Linked DNA regions of Ovis canadensis: all the other regions are linked to region 3. Evidence: chromatin contacts called from public Hi-C data. All regions are on one chromosome and are shown on one strand. The core of a region is the stretch at or near the end of the contact, and the rest is flanking DNA. Distances in the headings are between cores, read along the strand shown. Region 1 has its middle 21 kb from the start of TARBP1. Region 2 has its middle 97 kb from the start of IRF2BP2. Region 3 holds the start of IRF2BP2 (interferon regulatory factor 2 binding protein 2).

Region 1 (2,722 bases), core at 41-2,540, 110 kb before region 3:
AAGCATCCAGTCGTAGAAGAACGAACGGAATTTAGAACACCTGGCCCTTGGTGTCTTCCTTCGGGATCCCCTATGATCACTCCCAACAGAATTTAAAAGCCCACAGTATACTCCTTTAATGGGAATACCAGACCACCTTATCTGCCTCCTGAGAAACCTGTATGCAGGTCAAGAAGCAACAGTTAGAACTGGACACGGAACAACAGACTGGTTCAAAATTGGGAAAGGAGTACATCAAGGCTGTATACTGTCACCCTGCTTATTTAGCTTATATGCAGAGTACATCATGAGAAATGCTGGGCTGTAGGAAGCACAAGCTGGAATCAAGATTGCCAGGAGAAATATCAATAACCTCAGACATGCAGATGACACCACCCTTATGGCAGAAAGCGAAGAACTAAAGAGCCTCTTGATGAAAGTGAAAGAGGAGAGTGAAAAAGTTGGCTTAAAACTCAACATTAAGAAGACAAAGATCATGGCGTCCAGTCCCAACACTTCATGGCAAATAGATGGGGAAACAATGGAAACAGTGAGAGACTTTATTTTCTTTGGCTCCAAAATCACTGCAGATGGTGATTGCAGCCATGAAATTAAAAGACACTTGCTCTTTGGAAGAAAAGCTCTGACCAACCTAGACAGCATATTAAAAAGCAGAGACATTACTTTGCCAACAAAGGGTCCTTTATTCAAAGCTATGGTCTTTCCAGTAGTCATGTATGGGTGTGAGAGCTGGACTATAAAGAAGGCTGAGTGTCAAAGAAACAATGCTTTTGAATTGTGGTGCTGGAGAAGACGCTTTAGAATCCCTCGAACTGCAAGGAGCTCAAATCAGTCAATCCTAAAGGAAACCAACCCTGAATATTCATTGGAAGTACTGATGCTGAAGCTGAAGCTCCAATACTTGGCCACCTCGTTAGAAAAGATCCTGCTGGTGGAAAAGATTGAAGGCAGAAGAAGAAGGGGACAACAGAGTACGAGATGGTTGGATGGTATCACCAACTCAATGGACATGAATTTGAGGAAGCTCTGGGAGATGGTAAAGGACAGGGAAGCCTGGCGTGCTGCAGTCCAAGGGGTCGCAAATAGCTGGACACGACTGAGCAACTGAACAAAATTGCTCCTTCCGTGAAATGACTGCAGATCAATGGTGTAAAAGCCCGGATGGTGCACGCAATGTCACCTCCTGGCCACCAGATGGCGCGCGGCATCCACAGTGCACTTGCGCGGCCTCTGCCTGCCCCAGCGCTGGCCCGGGGCCCAGAGGAAATGTGTTTGTGTGTCTCCTCTTAGGGAGCGCCCTGCAACGTTTTTACACTTTAGAAAGCTCATCGGCAGAGGAGCATGTGAAACGGCACACGGCACAGCTGTGCTCTTCCTGTCCTGTCCCTGGCGGGGACACGTCAGCAGCATTTCCCCTTGTCTGTAGAATTTTGGAGCCTTCTTGCCCATTTGTTCTCAGAACTGGAGCTAGACGCGGGGAGGACTTTGCTTCCATTTTGAAACCCACAATCCTGCTGGGAAAGAAGAGGAAAAAAATATCCCAAGATTGTGTATGAGGGCAGGCACGTTGCTGGCGTGAAAACAAACTGCCAAAACTTTGTTACTCTGGTATTCTGTCAGCTAACACAGTGGGGTGGAAGATTTCGACGTCATCCCAGACCTCAGCCCCGAAGAGTTAATGATGTTACTCATGCCACTGGGGCCAGGAAGAAAGACTCGCATTTTTGGGTGGTTGCTGCTTGCCCAGAGCTGTGGAATGAGCTGTGAGGCTGAAGGCCAAGGGACTTGGGCCACCCATGCAGTGAAATAATCCCCCAGAAATGCGCTGCCTGGAGTGGAAATGAACAGTCATTCCAGGGCATTTACTAAATATTACGGACAGTCATTCAGGCTACAGTTGGTTGGACTCTCACCACTGCAAATCTCACATTTGGGATACATTACGCAGATACCAGGAAATAATCGAAATCAAACAATGGTCAAGTTCTGGGTCATAAGCAGTGAGGCCTCTTCTTATTTTCTGTTCCAATAGCAATGTATAATTAATAACCTAGTTTTTGACTGGAAGGAATATTTCAATACATGGGTGATGCTTTCAGAAGGGCCTCAGCGAGTCACTTTTTATTTCCTTCTTTCTTTGTCTTTCTGAAGTAGGGCCCTGGAAGGGAAGACAAAGGCAATATTCAAATATGACCTACATTTTTGACCCAATCAGAAACTTGTGTGAATCAAGACAAGCAAAACCTTGGCACCTACTCTTTGTCTGGCACCCTGTCCCATGTCTGAAAAGTACTTTATTATTTCATCTTCCTGACAACGACTTAGTATTTGGCATTGCCTCAGGTTTTCAGATGAGAAATCTGAGCTCAGAGAGGTTAAGTAGCTCGCCAGAAGTCACACAGCCAGTAAATGTGAGAGCTAGAAAATAGACACAGGTATTTTGAACTTGAAGGCCTGGGTTTGTTCTCCTTTGTCAAGGCATTTCATTGACTCACAGAACCTTTGAGTTGGGAGAAGTTTGGGAGGTCATTTAGATAAACCCTCTAAATCATGCAATAATCCCTTCCCCACTGTTCACTATAATTGTAAATGTAAATGTGCCTGGAATCAAAAGCTGAAGCTTAGAAAGAAAGAAGAGCAAGACTTCAGAATGCAGACAGAGGGCCTAAATAAATGAAATAGATTTTGTTTCAATTTTATTTAAATATTTTAAAAAATGGAT
Region 2 (2,700 bases), core at 179-2,678, 97 kb after region 3:
TCAAATGCAAAGGGCTGAAAAAGGCAAAAGCTACATGTTGGCCTTGAAACAAACAAAGAAGCAAACCCCAAGACATCCTAGTTGGATCTGAACTTGAATTCACCTAGTAGAAGGTGAATTGTTATTTTAGATAGTCCTTGAGACACCACCAACAATCCAGAAATGAATTTGCACTGAGATTCCTCTTAAAAGATTTCATTAAAAGTGAAAAAAAAAAAAAAACCACAAATGGAGAACACCCAAGGAAGCCCACCGACCTGCCGAAAGAGGACAGAGGAGTCCAGCCCCAGCTCCTCGTGCCAATAGATCTGATTCTGCCTATTTAATCATCAAAAGAGGGGGAACCCTCTCCTCTGCAAAAGCCAGCCTGCCCCACCCACAGGCGGGGGAGCCTCCCTGCAGACCTAGGATGCTGGCGAGTGTCTGGTAGTAGGAAGTTGTCTGCACCCTGCCCCTGCGTGGCCATAATGAGCCCGTTTCAATTGAAATGAGATCAATACTACTCATTTTTTTCTTGCTGGCTCCCGAGTGATTCATGAATCTGAAAACTAGTTCATGAATCAGAGTTGGGGGCGGGGGGCAGGGCGGGGGCGGGGGAACATTTGTGCAGTCAGCGAACCTCGATTCCTTTCATGAACCCAGACATTAGTTGCATAACGCTTGCCTGCCTCCTGGTTGAAACCAGCCTTTTCGGAAGCAGCTTTTGGCTTCTACTTGTTCACCTATTCTCTTTCTTGAAAGGGAAAGAATGACCCTAGGTGCTGCTTGTGTGTGTGTCTGTCTCTCTCGGGGGGGTATCTCCATACCCTTTGTCTGTGTAGCCCAGTGGGTGTGTGTGCCTGTGGGTGTGCGCATGCAATAGTCTTTGTGTGCACATCGTGTGTTTGTGCGTGTGTGTGTGTGAACCAGCAATGTATGACTAGCCGCGGGCCCTTTAAACCTGAATGGCAGCCAAGTTCATTTCTCAGCGGTGCTTCGTAAGGAAGCACGAGATGGGGCAGTTGGAAACCACAGCCCTGCGAGTGCTGATTACAGCCTGCGAAGGAAAATGAGATTTTTATCTCACAGGAATTCAGTTATAAAAATAAAATACAACGTCTGGCTTGATTCAGCGAAATGGACAAGCGCCGGGGCGTGTGTGCATTTCACAGAGATGCCGGACAAGAGGCATGACCTCAAACAGTGCGCTTCGAGCAAGTCAGAGGAGGTTGGGGGGGCGGCTACAGGAAGGAAGTGGGAGTGGAGGTGTGTGTGTGAGAGAGAGATGGAGGGAGAGAGGGGGGTGGGAGGAGAGAGAGAGAAAAACCACCCTGCTGGCAAATGAGTGCAGCAAGGATGATGTCATTGGAAACAGTTGGAGGAGAGGGAAGAAAAACAACTCAGAGCTGGGCTAATCCTGTTTGCTGCCCTGAAGGGAATGGAAGGCAGCCAAGGCAGGGAGTTCTGGGAAAGCATATAAGGGTGCCAAACAGGCTTTGCCGCCAACATTAGGAACTGACAGCTTTGTTCTTTGTGACTTGGCTGCCCGCCAGAGGCCTCATTTCAGCTCTGCAGCATGATTACCCTGGACGGCCGCCAGCCCTGCGCTGAGAGCTCCTTTTCTTCTCCCCGAGCTTTTTTTTTTTTTTTTCCCCTCCTTCCCTTTGCCAAACATGCAGCAGTCACCATGGCAGTCGAAAGTAAAGTTTAAAAAAAAACACAACAAAGTAGGGAGGCACGCCTTCACCCAGATGTGCCAAGAAGCAGAGAGAAAAGGCAGTTAACCTAGTCGTCGGGCCTCTGACTGCAGGAGAGAACACGGAGGCTGACTGTCAAGCCCCGGGGAGGCGACTCCAGGATAAACAGAGAGGACCTGGCCTGGCTGTTGACAGAGAGGGGCTGGCTCCCAGGCTCTGTTTGCCTTCTCTTTCTCTCTCCCTTTTCCTGAGGCATTGTGGAGTGCGTCATGTGAAACGGAAAATGTCATGATTTCCACTGGGAATGTGTCCACGGTTCTGAGAAAGCTCCAGAAACCCCGGTCCACCAGGCACTGAGGGGAGCAGGAAGGCGGGGAGAGGGTGTGGACAGTCACAGTGGCCCCCCAGTCACCGAGGCGAACCCGGGGTGGGCAGGTGGCCAGCGGCCACGGCTGAGGGGCTCTGCTGGTGGCTGTGCTGGGCGCCGGGGTGTTGCAGGGGAGGGCACTGGGGGATTTGGTGCACTTGGGACCCCAGCCCCCAGAGTCCCAGAGGGAACCCAAAAGCCACGGCTGATCCTTTGCGCCACTTGGAGGAAACCCACGGTTTTGCTTTACAAGGGGACTCTGTGATGAGTCCGGTGCCGCTATTTTTAACCAGGGTCATTTCCCACCTGCTTGGAAAGTGGAACATCTCCTGGGAGGCGACACATCGTGACCATCGGCAAGTCTCCAGGCAGAGAGCTGCCAGGTTACATACGAGTGGGACTTGGTTGCCAGCCACCACCCCCCGCCCTGCCCAGAGCAGAATCTGACATCCCCACCCCCAGATGCTGGGAAGGGCCTCTTCTGGTTCTAGAAGTTTCTGCCACAAGGAGCAACTTGGCTGTTTCCTGGCTCCTTTATTTGGAAGAAGGCAAGGCCACAGCAGGGGCTGCTCTCACGGGCCTGCGGAGACCTCACTGTGAAACAGCTGATCATTTCCTTCCGATGCCCGCCCCATCCCAACTCCAGACCCTCTGAAA
Region 3 (2,718 bases), core at 104-2,603:
GCTCCTCCAGCTTGGAGAAACCGTTGGGCACCAGGATGCCGTTCACAGGCGGCGGCTGCGGCGTCGGCGGCTGGGCCAGGGCGGCGGCCGGGCGGCTGCCGCCGAAGTCGGAGCCCAGGCGCGGGGGCCGCTCGGCTGCGGCGGCCGCCAGAGGGTAGCGCTCCAAGGCCTGAGGAGCGCGCGGGGCGGCCTCAGGGCCGCCGTGGCCGAGCTGCTGCTGCTGCTGCAGGAGAAGGTCCTTGGCCGAGAGCGGCGGCGGCTTAGCGGCGGCCGGGGCCGCGGCGCCGGGCGGGGAGCGGCCCTCCGGGAAGCAGCCGTGCGCCCGCTTGAGCTGCCGCGCCGTCTCGATGACGAACTCGACGCGGTCGGCGCCCTCGTAGTTGACGCAGCCGCGGCACACGGGCTCGGTGAAGTCCCAGATCATGGCCCAGGGCATGCGGGGCAGGTCACACAGGTAGCACGACTGCCGCCGAGACGCGGCGGCCACCGCCACAGCCGCGGCCATGTCCGAGGAGCCCGCGGCGCCGGAGGAGGAGGAGGAGGCGGAGGAGGAGGGGGCGCCGCCGCTACCCGCCGGCACCACGCGCGCCCTCCTCCCCCCCCAACCCCGCGTCTCCCCGACCAGCGGCGGCGGCGGCCGCAGAGGCGGCGGCGGCGGCGGCAAAGCCCGCGAAGGCTCGGCGCCCGCGCAGCGCCCCCGATGCACGAGGGGCGGCGGGCGCGGGGCGAGGGGCTGCAGCCGCGGCAGCACGTCCCCCCGGCCGGCGCGGGCTCGGGCGGGCGGCGGGGCGGCGCGGCGCGGCGGGCGCGGCGGCGGCGGCGGCGGCGGGGGCTCGGCTGGAGCCGCGGCTGGCCTCCAGACCGGGGCGAAGACGGGCCGCGCGGACGCGGGGGAGCGCAGCAGGTCGCGGCGGCAGCTGGCGCGGAGTGCGGGGCGGGGGGCGGGGAGGTTGGGGGGGCGGGGGGCGGGGGGCGGCCGCCGGGGCAGGCTCAGCCCGAGCGGCGGGGCATGCCGCGCCGGGGCGGCGGCGGCGGCGGCGGCGGCGGCCGGGCGGCGCGGAGCTCGGACGCGGCGCGGACCCCGGGTCGCTCCGCTGCTCTCTCACAGCTCCTGGCGTCGCCGCTCTCCAGCGCCCGCGTCAGCGCCCAGCCCGCCTCAGCTCCGCCGCCGCCGTCGCTGCTGCTGCTGCCGCCGCGGCCGCTCCACTTCTACAGACTTGATTCTTCGACAGCCTCGCAAGGCGCCTGCGCGGGCCCCCTCCCCTCGCGCGCGCGCCCGCCCTCCCCCGCGCCCTCGCCCTCCCCCTCCCCCCGCCGCAGAACGGGCGCTGCTGGGAGAGCCGGCTCCTCTGTGCCCGCCCTCCCGTCCGCGCCGCGGCCTGTGTCCCCGACGTGAACGCGTGGCTGGCGCAGCTTGTTTCCCTGCACCCGCTCCGCTGCCTAGACCACTCGAGCCGAGTTCCCTCTCCTCCAGATCCGTTTAGAGCAAACCGTGTAAAACTCGTGTTTTGAAAAGCAAGGCCACTTTGTAACTTGGTTCTGTCCGTTTTTAAACATCTTTTAAGGAGCTTTATTTGAACTCTTCGGCAAGCGCTTTTACACTCGCATGGGTCTTGGGGAGGACACAGGCGCCGCCGGTCCCCTGAAGTTTTACTAAAAGAGGGCGTGCTCTCAGGCTTAGGATCGAGTCCACCCGCCGCTTCTCGGAGCCCTTCCGGGAGGGAGCGGCAGCACCGCGCGATGCACCCCGCGCTCCCTCCCGGCCGGCCCTCGCTATAGCGCGGGGGTCCCGGCCACCTGGCGCAGGTTCGCGCGGCAGCCGCGTGACGTGGGCGCGGGGCCGCGGGCCGCGTGCGCCGCCGCCGCCGAGTGCGCACGCTCCGCGCAGACGTGACTCGGCGCCGCTGGCACTGGCGGCTCCATTGAACGAATGCACATTCCAGGGATCCGGGGTCAGCGGCCAAAGAGGCCGCGTCACCGCGCAGGCTCCGCCCCCCCGCCGGCGACTCTAGGCCTCCAGGCCCCGTCCACGGGGCCAAACTTGGACTCCAGGTGGCGCGGGGCGCGGGCACGAGCGGCGGTGGGGTCCGCGCGCGCTTGGGGGTGAGCGGCAGGCTGGCCTGCGGGTCGCGCGGACCCGGCAGATCTCAGCCATTCCCGGCCCCGCTGGGTGGGCAGGGCCGACCTCGAGCCCACCACACCGCCCAGGATGGGCTTAGGTGGGTGCAAACCCGCCTGGCGCGAAGGCGACATGTGGGTGCAGAGCCAGCCAGTCTCGCCGCGTTCTGCCACCGTTGGCAGCCACAGGCTGTGCCCAGACTGAATTGAGCACTTGAGTTTCACACTTTTATCGGGAGGAGGAGCTGGCGTGTGTTATGGTAAATCACTTTTGGCTGGTCGTTAGTCTTTCTGACTAATAGACGCGGGCTTAGTCACTCTCAGTTGGGACCTTTACACTTCAGCTCTGGAAGGGCGGCCTCCCGAGCTTCCTTTGTTGGAAAACAGGCCCACCTCTCTCCCTGAGACTGGAATGAGCTGGTTAAGTGTGGGAAGAACAGGGTACTAATTATATTATCTTCCCTACAACTGGATTGGTAGGTGGAGAGAGAAAAAAATCCTGCTGACGTTTCTCTCTAGTTGTTGCTATTGAAAATGCCAGGTTGCCTCAAAGAATTAACCACAGGGAAGAGGAAAAACACCCTTAGAGAAACAGTGGAG

Evidence for each region. Hi-C and Micro-C count contacts between places; a contact is called where the count stands out from the background.
Region 1: a contact with region 3 is called in a Hi-C map of lung, with 3 times the contacts expected there. The contact joins the enhancer-like site here to the promoter of IRF2BP2 in region 3. A contact is called at or near these places in 2 of 2 Hi-C or Micro-C datasets (fibroblasts and lung).
Region 2: a contact with region 3 is called in a Hi-C map of fibroblasts, with 3 times the contacts expected there. The contact joins the enhancer-like site here to the promoter of IRF2BP2 in region 3. A contact is called at or near these places in 2 of 2 Hi-C or Micro-C datasets (fibroblasts and lung).

The regions. Positions count from the first base shown.
Region 1 is chr25:25,047,496-25,050,217 of ARS-UI_OviCan_v2, forward strand. No RefSeq gene overlaps it. Among named protein-coding and RNA genes, the nearest start is that of TARBP1, 21 kb to the left of the region's middle. Within about 2 kb of position 1,291, the one cell type or tissue checked has open chromatin away from gene starts, as enhancers often do. A contact at or near this core is called in fibroblasts, where this site is marked.
Region 2 is chr25:25,255,598-25,258,297 of ARS-UI_OviCan_v2, forward strand. No RefSeq gene overlaps it. Among named protein-coding and RNA genes, the nearest start is that of IRF2BP2, 97 kb to the left of the region's middle. Within about 2 kb of position 1,429, the one cell type or tissue checked has open chromatin away from gene starts, as enhancers often do. A contact at or near this core is called in fibroblasts, where this site is marked.
Region 3 is chr25:25,158,371-25,161,088 of ARS-UI_OviCan_v2, forward strand. IRF2BP2 (interferon regulatory factor 2 binding protein 2) reads right to left here and starts at 1,354. Exons shown (of 2, transcript XM_069572380.1): 1 at 1-1,354. The coding sequence starts at 505.